Regions from separate parts of the Mus musculus genome. Here region 1 is linked to region 2. The links are chromatin contacts, called in public Hi-C maps. All regions are on one chromosome and are shown on one strand. Each heading gives the region's core, a stretch centred on a gene start, on an enhancer-like site or on the middle of the called end of the contact. The rest is flanking DNA. Distances are from core to core; before and after follow the strand shown.

Region 1 (2,700 bases), core at 36-2,535, 410 kb before region 2:
TCTAGACAGCCCAAGTTCAATTCCCAGGAGCCACATGGCAGCTTACAATTGTCTGTAACTGCAGCTCCAGGGGTCTACCGCACCAGGCATGCACATGGTGCACATGTATATGTATGCAGGCAAAACACACACACATAAATAAAAAAAAACCTCCAAAGAAAAAGAAAGCAAGGGCTGGAGAGATGGCTCAGCGGTTAAGAGCACTGACTGCTCTTCCAGAGGTCCTGAGTTCAATTCCCAGCAACCATGTGGTAGCTCACAACCATCTGTAATGGGATCGGATGCCCTCTTCTGGTGTGTCCGAAGAGAGCAATGGTATAAATAAATCTTAAAAAAGAAAGAAAGAAAGAAAGAGAGAAAGAGAGAAAGAGAGAAAGAGAGAAAGAGAGAAAGGAAGAAAGAAAGAAAGAAAGAAAGAAAGAAAGAAAGAAAGAAAGAAAGAAAGAAAGAAAGAAAGAAAGAAAGAAAGAGAAAAGAAAGCAAGATGGATGCCTCCTGAGGAATGACACCAAAGTTGACCTCTGACCTCCAGACAGACAGACAGACACACCACACACACACATACTACACACACATACACGTACCACACACATACACATACCACAGACACACATACCACACACACCACATACATAAATACACAGATACACACAAACACACAACACACACATATACACACAAGACACAAACACATATGCACATGTATACATACACACACACATATATACATACACATACATACACACACAGACACACATGCATACACATACATACACACAAACACACAACACACACATATACACACAAGACACAAACACATATGCACATGTATACATATACATACACATGTATACATACACATACATACACACATGCACACACACACATACACACAACACACACATATACACACAAGACACAAACACATATGCACATGTATACATACACATATACACACACATACACACACACACACACAGAGGACCTTTCTTTACCCTGGCCTACTGAATTCCTGCCCTCCCTAACAGGTTTCCACAGAGCTTTTTCACTCTCACCCACTGTCCTCCCACAAGCTAGCAAGGACAGAGGCTATGAACTGGTCCCCATGGCCCAACCACGTGTGCGGCGTCTGAGCTGCACCCTCACTGGAAGACATGCAGCATCCTTCAGCAGACGTTCCCACCCGGCCCCAGAACCAGGACCACCTTCTTTGTATCCAGCACCAGCTGCAATCAACAGCTGGGCGGGCGGCGGGTGCAGCCACCTATCTCTCCAACCACATCCTGCCTGACTCAGCAGTGTGAACATCTCTCAGGAGGGAGGTGGAGCTGGTGCCTTTGGAGGTCCCAGATCAATCAGGCTCTGTGGCGGGAACACAGGGCACTGGGCCCTCTGCTCAACAGTGCGCAGGGCCTTTGTTCCTTCCACCTGAGGTCTGGATGCTCCGTCTGGGCAACCTCAACCGGGTCAAGTTTAGGACTCAGGGAGAGAAGCACAGACGCAGGCCCAGAAGGACCCGTCAAGGGTTCACGAATCCCCAAGTACTTACTGAGGTCTGACACCTGACATTCTCAAAGGGCTGAGCCCCAGCCTTGTCCCAAGTCCACCAACCATTAGAGAATCAAGGAACGGGGTGTGGTTGGGGGCTTAAAAAGCTACGTGCATCCCCATGACGCAAGCATTGTTTACCAGAACCAAATGCTAGAAGCCAGTCAGATGTACATCAGTGGACGAACTGATTCTCCCCTGAACCAGGGACAGCTCAGTGGTGCAGCACTTGCCTGACAAGCGCAAGCCCACTACAAGGGAGAAAGTGTTCCACTGCGCCTATAACACATTCAGTTTGTTCAAGGAACCGGGTTCTGACACAGGGTCCAGTATGGATGGATACTGAGGCCGCTGTGAAGGCCTTGAGAAGCAAGCCAGAGAGAACGGAGTATCGCAGCCTCACCAGGAAGAAGCACGGGGCTGTCAGACCCGAGGAAGGAGGCATAGGGAGTTGCTTTATGGGGAACAGAGCTTCTGTGTGGGGTGTAGGGAGATCTGGAAATTGCTGGAGGTGGTACTTGTGGCACCACTTGGATGTGCTTAGCAGCGCTGAGCTGCATCCATTAACGGCACCGCCGCCGCCGCAGCCACCAATGCATCTTGCGTGCATTTCGCTACAATTAATGATAGTAATTAAAGGAGTGGGAGCAGATCGTCACCCTCTGCTTCCGGATTTCGGGCACGCCGCTGCCATCCGGCTTTCTACACCATGATGACTCTGTCCCCTGAAGCCGAGAGCCGACACAAACCCTTCCCTTCCTTTAAGCAGGTCCTCGGGCGGTTTTGCTTCAGCAATGAGAAGTTAGTCATCTAGGGAGGAAGGCCAGACTAGAGAGACAGCAGGACGGGGGAACTCCCGTGCAAACCTCCTCAGAAGGACTCACGGTCCTCCTGCGGCATCCTCAACTCTGGGCTTCCACCTGGCACTCAGGCTGTGGTTCCCAGAAGGCCCCCTAGAGACCTAGTGATCACCAGAACATGGCTTATTCCAAGCACTACGTGAGCATACATGGCTTTAGCGCCAACTCCTCTCCAGATGCTCAGGCCTCAGGTCCCAGGATCACATGACAGACAGAGGCCTGGCAGTGGCCACCAAAGGAGCTTGGTACCTACAGGTGCTTCCCAACTGCAGGCTCTGAGCCTTGGAACACA
Region 2 (2,700 bases), core at 60-2,559:
CCCTCCTCCCTCCCCCTTTTGCCTCATTCTGACACCGAGGCCCACACCTCAGAGAAGCAAGGCCCCACCCTCTTTCCCCACCTCAGAGCTCCATCTATATCCCCAGCAAGAGCTTGCACCTGCAGAAGCAGGAGATGAACCAGAAAACTCCATCCTGTTCTTTGGTTGGACTCTGCAGATCTAAGGATGGGGGATGAGGGGCAGGGGGCGTGCAGATGCAGAGGTTTGGACCAGATGACACCCCCTCCCCTCCCACTGTTCCTGCCTTGACCCTAGCTCTCCCCATTACTCTCCTGGGGCCCAGAATAGACAGTACTTCCAACTGGGTGGGCACTGGGCAATGGGACCCTCTCAGTGTCCACTCACTGGGCACAGTTTCCTCTGTGCCCATCTCTTTGGTGCCCCGTGGTGGTCTGAGCTCCCTGCAGTGTGGGACACAAGGACTCGGTCACCCAGCCATTTCTCCCAGGTTCTAGCTTGATGAAAGTGACAGTTAAGAACTCTCATCCACAATGACACCTGAGGAGCGACAGGTGGTAACTTGAACCAGAGTTTATCTGTCCCCATTTCAACCACAGTGACAAGGAGAGTATCATTGTGTTTGCAGTTCTGAGCGAGTGTCTACTTTGCTTCTGGACGAGGGCTGAAACCCTGGCTCCTGAGTGTCTCTCTGTCTCTCTGTCTCTGTCTCTCTCTTTCTCTCTGCCTCCCTCTCCCCTCCCCTCCCCCCCCCCCCACGAAGCCAAGGGGATTTTTCTTTGGAAGATGTGGTTCAGGGAGTGGGAGACAGATGAGAGGGTGACCAAAATAACACTATACACACCAATGAAACTCTCAAAGAATAACTTCTGTTTTGAGGAAGGGTCTCACTATGCATTCCTGGATGGCTTAACATTGGCTATGCAGACCAGGCCAACCTTGAACTCACAGATCTGTCATCCTATCTCCCAAGTACTGGAAGTGAAGTTGTGTGCCAACATGCCCAAAAACAACAACAACAACATCCACCTGCCTTTAGACTGTGGGTGTGGCTTAGCGACAGAGTGTTTGTTTAGCATGCATAAGGCCCTGGTTTAACCACTACCTACATAAAACTAAAGCCCAGCCCACACAGAGATGGGAGAGACAGCCACTCATGAGAAAAAAAACCCTTAGACTTGGGAAGACCGGAGCTGCAGTAAACCCATTGTCCCATCTGGGCCCTTGTCAGCCTGAGACAGGTGCTGAGTTTGTTACAGAAGTAGGTGGTAGATCTGGGTAACCAGCTGCACCCCCCTTTTCCCCCCACCCCCACCCCGGTGCTCAAGGGGGAACAGAAACTGCGAAGCAGACAGCTGGCAAGGGATCCAACTCACCTGCAGAGCACCCCTGAGGCCTCCTGTTCCTTAGCAACCTGCTGAAGCCAGCCAAGGGCTTCCGGATTCCCTTTCAGAGGATCAGTCACCTCCCTCCCCTCCCCTTCCCTCCCTCCTCACCTCGCCCCCTCCGTCCCCCCAACCCCCACCCCCGGAGAGGCGGAGAGCAGTAGGATCCCTGTACACGCAGAGGGAGTTCAGGGTGAAGGAACCTAAGTTTCTTTTCAACTGGGTCTGCGCAGAGCCAGAGGATGCCAGGGATCCCCCAGCACCCCCGCGCCCTGCCCCGCACCCCCTGCCCTTCCTCACAACACACACACACAAAGGGAAGGTGTCAGGACAGTCTCCGCTGAACCATTTCACTGGCTCTTCTTTCGGAAAGTCTACCTATAAACTTAGAGATTCACGTCGGGACAACAGAACACATAGGACAGTGACACCTCGGAGACCTAAGCGTGGGAGACTGAAACACAGCAGAGACGTCCCTTAAACCGAGCTATTTACTATGCCGGCTCCACACCTCTTGCATCCCAGATCACGAGTTCAGTCTCGGCCTAGATCCAAAGCTGTAAAAACAGATCGCAAGAGTCGGTTGCCCTCTGCTGGGCATCGTAGGATATGCACCCAGCCTCCGTACCAAGAACTGATTTCTGCACTCTATGAGAGGATTCAAGAGCTGGACAGCTGTGGCTGAGTCTTTCCCCCGAATCATCTGGAATAAATTTGATTTGATTTGGAGTCTATAGCCCAGGCTGGCCTCAAAAACATAGCCAAGGCTGACCTTCGACTCCTGATCGTCCTGCCTCTGACTCCTGAGTGCAGGACTACAATCATGTGCCACAAAGCCCAATTTTTTGTTTTTTGTTTTTGTTTTAATAGCACTGGGGAATGGAAACCGGGGGTCTGAGCATACTAGGCAAGCACTCTACAGCCCAGGTTCGAGACTATCTTGGGTATCTAGACCCATCGACTTGCAGAAGAAAAAAAAAGGGTCTTAAAGTGTATGGAGACCTTATAGAGCAGGCATGTCCACTGCATTTCAAGATACAAGACGGGGCATCCTAGCCATCATAATTCTGGTCTGACCGGAACAGGTCTTTTCTTTCTTTTACGTTTTTGTTTATGGGCTGGAGAGATGGCTCAGCAGATGAGAGGACTGCTCTTCCAGAGAACCAGGGTTTGAGCCCCAACACCACACGGTCACTCGGAATCGTCTGGGATCGTTCTGCGGTATTTGATGAGCTCTTCTGTTCTCTACAGGCACCAGGTATGCATGTGGTGCACAGAAACAAAGCACACATGAAATAAAAATGAACAAATCTAAATATGGGCTGGAGAGATGGCT

What was found. A called contact is a pair of places that touch in the nucleus more often than the background predicts.
Region 1: a contact with region 2 is called in a Hi-C map of pre-pro-B cells, with 2.8 times the contacts expected there. The contact joins two enhancer-like sites. A contact is called at or near these places in 2 of 484 Hi-C or Micro-C datasets (bone marrow-derived macrophages and pre-pro-B cells) and 1 of 115 datasets of contacts at active chromatin or transcription factors (pancreatic cancer cells).

The regions. Positions count from the first base shown.
Region 1 is chr11:117,291,201-117,293,900 of GRCm38.p6, reverse strand. All of the region lies in intron 2 of Septin9 (septin 9), which reads right to left. Among named protein-coding and RNA genes, the nearest start is that of Septin9, 26 kb to the right of the region's middle. Within about 2 kb of position 1,285, at least 48 of the 459 cell types and tissues checked have an H3K27ac peak or open chromatin away from gene starts, as enhancers often do. A contact at or near this core is called in pancreatic cancer cells and pre-pro-B cells, where this site is marked.
Region 2 is chr11:116,884,665-116,887,364 of GRCm38.p6, reverse strand. No RefSeq gene overlaps it. Among named protein-coding and RNA genes, the nearest start is that of Mfsd11, 32 kb to the right of the region's middle. Within about 2 kb of position 1,309, at least 85 of the 459 cell types and tissues checked have an H3K27ac peak or open chromatin away from gene starts, as enhancers often do. A contact at or near this core is called in pancreatic cancer cells and pre-pro-B cells, where this site is marked.